Regions from separate parts of the Sus scrofa genome. Here region 2 is linked to region 1. Evidence: chromatin contacts called from public promoter capture Hi-C data. All regions are on one chromosome and are shown on one strand. Each heading gives the region's core, a stretch centred on a gene start, on an enhancer-like site or on the middle of the called end of the contact. The rest is flanking DNA. Distances are from core to core; before and after follow the strand shown. Region 1 holds the start of PINX1 (PIN2/TERF1-interacting telomerase inhibitor 1). Region 2 holds the start of HMGB2 (high mobility group box 2).

Region 1 (2,700 bases), core at 158-2,657:
CTAGTGATGAACATAATCAAAGAAATTTGTTTTTGTTTTTTGTCTTTTTGCCTTTTCTAGTGCCGCACCCGCGGCATATGGAGGTTCCCAGGCTAGGGGTCTAATTGGAGCTGCAGCTGCCGGCCTACGCCAGAGCCACAGCAACGCAGGATCCGAGCCACGTCTTCAACCTACACCACAGCTCATGCCCACGCCGGACCCTTTACCCACTGAGCAAGGCCAGGGATCGAACCTGCAGCCTTGTGGTTTCCAGTCAGATTCGTTAACCACTGCGCCACGACGGGAACTCCATTTTTTCTTTTTTAAGGCTACAACGTGGCATATGTAAATTCCCAAGCTAGGGGTCGAATGGGAGCGACAGCTGCCGGCCTACTACACAGCAAAGCGGGATCAGAGCTGCGTCTGCGATCTACACCACAGCTCAATGCTGGATCCCCGACCCACTGAGCAAGGCCAGGGATGGACCCCCCCCCCCCGCCCCGCCCGGCATCGTCATGGAAACTAGTCCGATTTGTTTCCACTGCGCCATAACAGGAACTCCTCAAAGAAATTTTTAATAGCTCTAGGGAAACTGATTATGGAAAGAGACATAAATGAATGGCAGAGCCAGGGCCAACGCTCCCAAGTGTATGCTGAACTAAGCTTACACCAAAGAACATTAAAACCAGGAGATATTAGCCACGCTGGATATACAAATGAGAAAATAGAGGTAGTAGGGTCACAGTCTAAAACATACTCTCTTCTGTAAGTCTCTATTTAAAAAAAGAAAATAGAAGATTGCTGACTCTAGTGACAAGAACGTAAAGATATATAACTAGATGAATTTTGTCACTTTTTACCTCCATGACTTAAGCTGCATTATATTTCCTCTGAACCTCAATCTCTGCCCCTCTAAAATTTGAATGCTGCCTTACCCACTTCATCTTGTGCTTCCATTTCCCCTACCCTCTTAGATTAGAGGATGCCGACAGCATTTACTTCATGGCACCCCTGCGCAATGGCTGTTGATCTGATAAACATGCTGTTTCTGCTCCTAGTTCGCTTTCAAGAAAGTTACCGGCCGGCTTTTCATGACCAACGCACGACTGCCATCTGGTGGCCGGCGGCCTTAGCTACAGGTAGCATTCAGAAGTTAAAAAGCCTCTCCAGATGGAGGGAATTAACCAGTTTCACTCCAAGTGACCGTAAATGTCAAAGGCAAATGAGGCATGACGGGCGTTGCAGCCAAAACTTCTCTAAAAGAAGTGTTCATAATTCCAACTAAAAACATCAAAACTGCCACAATCTTACTTAAAAACACTCATTAGCCCTGCCTCCCCTAAAAAACGCCAACTTCCAGTGTTTGCTGTTTCAAACTCCTTTGCTTTTCTTTCTCTGGCTTCAATACATCGAGAACAGGATTTCACTAGCCCAACCGCCTCTTTTATCCAGAGGAAGCTGAGGCCTAGGGAAGTGAAATAGCCAGTCTGGGTTCCCACACCCGGCGTCCTGACTCCCGTTCGAATTTACCGCGCGAGTGCCCGGGTCCGAGAGTGAAGACGAGCGTCCCAAGTGGACCCTCAAAGTCTCTCACCAGCAGACATATAGCTAACTCGGGGAAGGCTGGGCTGGGTTCGGCAGCCAGGGCCAGCCAAACCGGGCTTCCGGGACCCCGGCTCCCGGAATCTCCCGATCCACTGGCGCGCCAGCAACCCGCGCCCCTGCCACACGGTCCGGCCGTCGCGTTATCCGGAACCCTCACCCATGGGCCGTGGTCCACCCTCCGCGCCCAGCACTCACGCTCAGCCAGCATCGACATGTCGCCGAGCCTGTGACGCCAAGGGCTTCGAAACCTGAGCGACTTCGGCTCCGGTGCGTCCGACTTACTGAGAACCTAGAACCACAGGACTCACACGCCGGGCGAACTGCAGCGGCGAGGGCGCGCACTGCTGACGTCAGTGAGACGCGACCAGTTTCCAATTCCCGCGGTAGCGGGTGAGCGGGGAGCGGACCCATTGGGTCTCTGCGTTTGGGTCAAGGCGGGCTTTACTAAAAGGTTTGTTCCAACTCCAGAATTCCACGAGTCTGTGAAGTATCTATGAGTATAATCTACTAAAACGAACTGTTACTGAGTTTTGAATTTTTTTTAAATTACAGAATCTTATTGGTATTTTTAAATTGTCAGCTAGGAATAGATAGTGCACTTTTAGAAAGATTCAGTGTAAGACATTCTCATTCTGTCTTTGTTGTTTTGGGGGTGGGGGGGGGTTGGCCTTTTTAGGCCGCGCCCGCTGCATATGGAGGATCCCAGGCTAGAGGTCCAATTGGAGCTGTAGCCGCCGGCCTAAGCCACAGCCACAGCCACGGCAGATCCGAGCCCCGCCGCCTCTGCAGATCCTTAGCCCACTGAGCGAGGCCAGGGATCGAACCCGCGTCCTCATGGTTGCCAATCAGGTTCGTTAGCCGCTAAGCCACAACGGGAACTCCAAGACGTTCTATCTTATTCTTCAGGCTCATGGTAGACTCGCATAGAGCAGGGCTTTCTCAGACTTTAATGTTCGCGTGAATTACCTGGGGATCTTGTTGAAATGCATTTCTCTGGTTCAGCAGGTCTGGGATAGGGCCAGAGATTCTGCATTTCTAACAAACTTCCAAGGATGTGGATGCTGATGGCCTTACTTTGTGGGAACAACCAAAGGTATGAATGAACTCAGGGTTAAA
Region 2 (2,700 bases), core at 126-2,625, 2.7 Mb after region 1:
CATGAGGACTGTATACAAACCAAATAGGAGCACACAGTTTAACAAATGCCAGTGAATTTACGGAGGAAAGAGAGAATATTTAAAATCTGTTGAAACCAACTGTTTCTTAACAAACGGGCCAACAGAAAAAATAACCCTCAAAACTAAATGCAACACAGAGATAGCATGTCAGTCACCATGGTCCTACCCCGGGAAAGGCGGCTTGTGAGCTTTGAAGCGAAAAGTTAAGGTCGCTGGGCCGCGCTCTCACCAGACGCAGAAAGGAAGGTTCTTAACCTGGGCGGGGAGGAGTCTGTGAAGCGCCGCGGCCGCAGTTTGGCGCGTAAATGCTTCAGAGGGCGGGCAGCTTTCAAGGCCTTCCCGGGTGTCTCCGAGGGATCTCCGACACGGAAAAGGTTTTAAAAACGACCGCGTGGCAGAGACAAAACAGTGACCATCGCGGGGACAGCGAAACGGCCTAAGGCGGCGAGGAATGGAGGATGTCGCAGGGATCGGAGTCGGGGCAGCAACCGGGTGGGGATGGGAGGGATAGCCCAGCCCGAGGGTCACCGCCCAGGATCCGGCCCGGATGGAGGGGTGGAGCCAGGGGGATGCTTCCCACCCCTCCCGGCCCCGCCCTGCTCACCCCCGGCTAGACGCCGAGACAAAGTGGGGAATGAGGGGCCAAGTGTGGACTCCACGGGCGATTGGCCCCCGTGGGGGCGGGAACGGCTCCCCCACCCCTCCCAGGGTCTCGCCACCTGTCTTCCTCCGGTCCTACCCCAGCCTCAGCGACCGCCGGCGGGGCTGGTCGTCCGCCGCAGCGCAGGCTCCTCGGCCTCCCCATGTTATTCTCTGGACGGGGCAGGGACCACCACTCCGGGAGCCGGGACTGCGGCCGCTCTGGGGCGGGGGACCGACGGGACGCACCTCCCCGGCTACCTCAGCGTCAGCCAACCGAGCGGTGCCGGCTGGGTAGAGTAGACCCCGCGCTTTGAGACTCAGTATTTTTAAATCTGGCGGGGCTTCCCCGGCGGGCCAACCACGCCCCCCGCCTCCTGCCACAGCCAGTCAGCGCCAGGCCCGCCATTTTTCAAACCCTTTTCCGGCCGCCAATCAGGATCGGGCAGCACATTCCTCCCCCGACCGGTTCTAACGGGTCTGGGAGTTAACGACCCGGGCGACCCACCGAACCTGCTAGGCTGCGGCCGTGGGGACGGGCCTGGCGACACGTCGACCAATCGGAGGCCGCCGGGGCTAGGGGGCGGGGCCTCCTGGAGTTTGAATAATCCCCAGAGCCAATCGGAGCGTCGGGGGCGTGGCCTGCGGACCGGCTCGTCAAGTTGCCGTGGCGCGGAGCAGTCTGCAAAACAAGAGGCGGAGGATTGCGTTAGCGACAAACCAGTTCACGCCGGAGCCGCAGGTAGGCAGCGTCGCGGTCGGACCCGGCCGCTGCGCGGGAGCCTGAGGAGAAGCTACCACCAGGCAAGAGACCCCTCCGGGCCCCGGTGAGTGGCCGGCCGTCCCCCTTCCCTCCCGGACGGCCCGGACGCCGCAGCTGTCGGGGCTGGCCCCGCGGGCGGGATCTGGGTGCGGTCCGGAGGGCCGCGCTGTGGAGGCGGGAAGCCCGGCCGCCCGTTCGGGCGTGTTTTGAACGCGGGGTCCGAGGCGGCAGGTGGGAATGGGGCTCGCGGCGTGGAAGCCAGAGCTTTCCTGTCAGGGCGGAGGGGCCTCGCGGGGCGTCGCGGCCCGGGCCGAGGGGCGGGGGGCCTTTGGGCGGGAAGCTGCCCCGCCCGGCCTCCCGCCAGCGCCCGGCCGCGCTCTCCCGCCAGGTGGACGCGTCGTCGCCGGCGCCGCAGCACCATGGGGAAGGGCGACCCCAACAAGCCGCGGGGCAAGATGTCCTCGTACGCCTTCTTCGTGCAGACCTGCCGGGAGGAGCACAAGAAGAAACACCCCGATTCCTCGGTCAACTTCGCCGAGTTCTCCAAGAAGTGCTCCGAGCGATGGAAGGTGGGCGCGGGCCCCCACCCGGCTCCCGGGCTCCGTGCACGGGCAGGTGGCGGTGACTCGCTTCGGTGTTTATAGTCGTGTGTTTTTCCTGCCCTTTTCATGCCCACAGACTATGTCTGCCAAGGAAAAGTCCAAGTTTGAAGATATGGCAAAAAGTGACAAAGCTCGCTATGACCGGGAGATGAAAAATTACGTCCCTCCCAAGGGTGACAAGAAGGGCAAGAAAAAAGATCCCAATGCTCCCAAAAGGCCTCCGTGAGTTTATTTTAAAACCGACAGAATTACTCCCTTGCTCTTTCATTCAGTGTATTAAACCTCTGTTCCTTCCTTTTAGATCTGCCTTCTTCCTGTTTTGCTCTGAACATCGCCCAAAGATCAAAAGTGAACACCCTGGCTTATCCATTGGGGATACTGCAAAGAAATTGGGTGAAATGTGGTCTGAGCAGTCAGCCAAAGATAAACAACCGTATGAACAGAAAGCAGCTAAGCTAAAGGAAAAATATGAAAAGGTATGTTGTCTTAATTTTTTCCAGGCAAGTTTGAAATAAAGTAGGTATTTTCTAAATGAGTATGATAGAAATAGGTAGAAACTGTACACACATAGTTTGGTTATCAGCTTTGTTTTGAAAAGGTCTAATGAGAATTGTATGCTTAAGCAGCATAAACTAACTGAAACCTTTCTTTTTGGACTGAAACCAATGTTTGTAG

Evidence for each region. Promoter capture Hi-C pulls out the DNA fragments that hold promoters and counts their contacts.
Region 2: a contact with region 1 is called in a promoter capture Hi-C map of fetal liver, with 5 times the contacts expected there. The contact joins the promoter of HMGB2 here to the promoter of PINX1 in region 1. A contact is called at or near these places in 1 of 5 promoter capture datasets (fetal liver) and 4 of 47 Hi-C or Micro-C datasets (mesenteric adipose tissue, omental adipose tissue, retroperitoneal adipose tissue and 1 more).

The regions. Positions count from the first base shown.
Region 1 is chr14:14,039,903-14,042,602 of Sscrofa11.1, forward strand. PINX1 (PIN2/TERF1-interacting telomerase inhibitor 1) reads right to left here and starts at 1,408. Exons shown (of 7, transcript XM_021072652.1): 1 at 915-1,408. The coding sequence starts at 936.
Region 2 is chr14:16,708,676-16,711,375 of Sscrofa11.1, forward strand. HMGB2 (high mobility group box 2) reads left to right here and starts at 1,376. Exons shown (of 5, transcript NM_214063.1): 1 at 1,376-1,487; 2 at 1,812-1,992; 3 at 2,102-2,247; 4 at 2,327-2,501. The coding sequence starts at 1,843. LOC106507243 (a long non-coding RNA gene) reads right to left here and starts at 754. Exons shown (of 4, transcript XR_001303102.2): 1 at 188-754.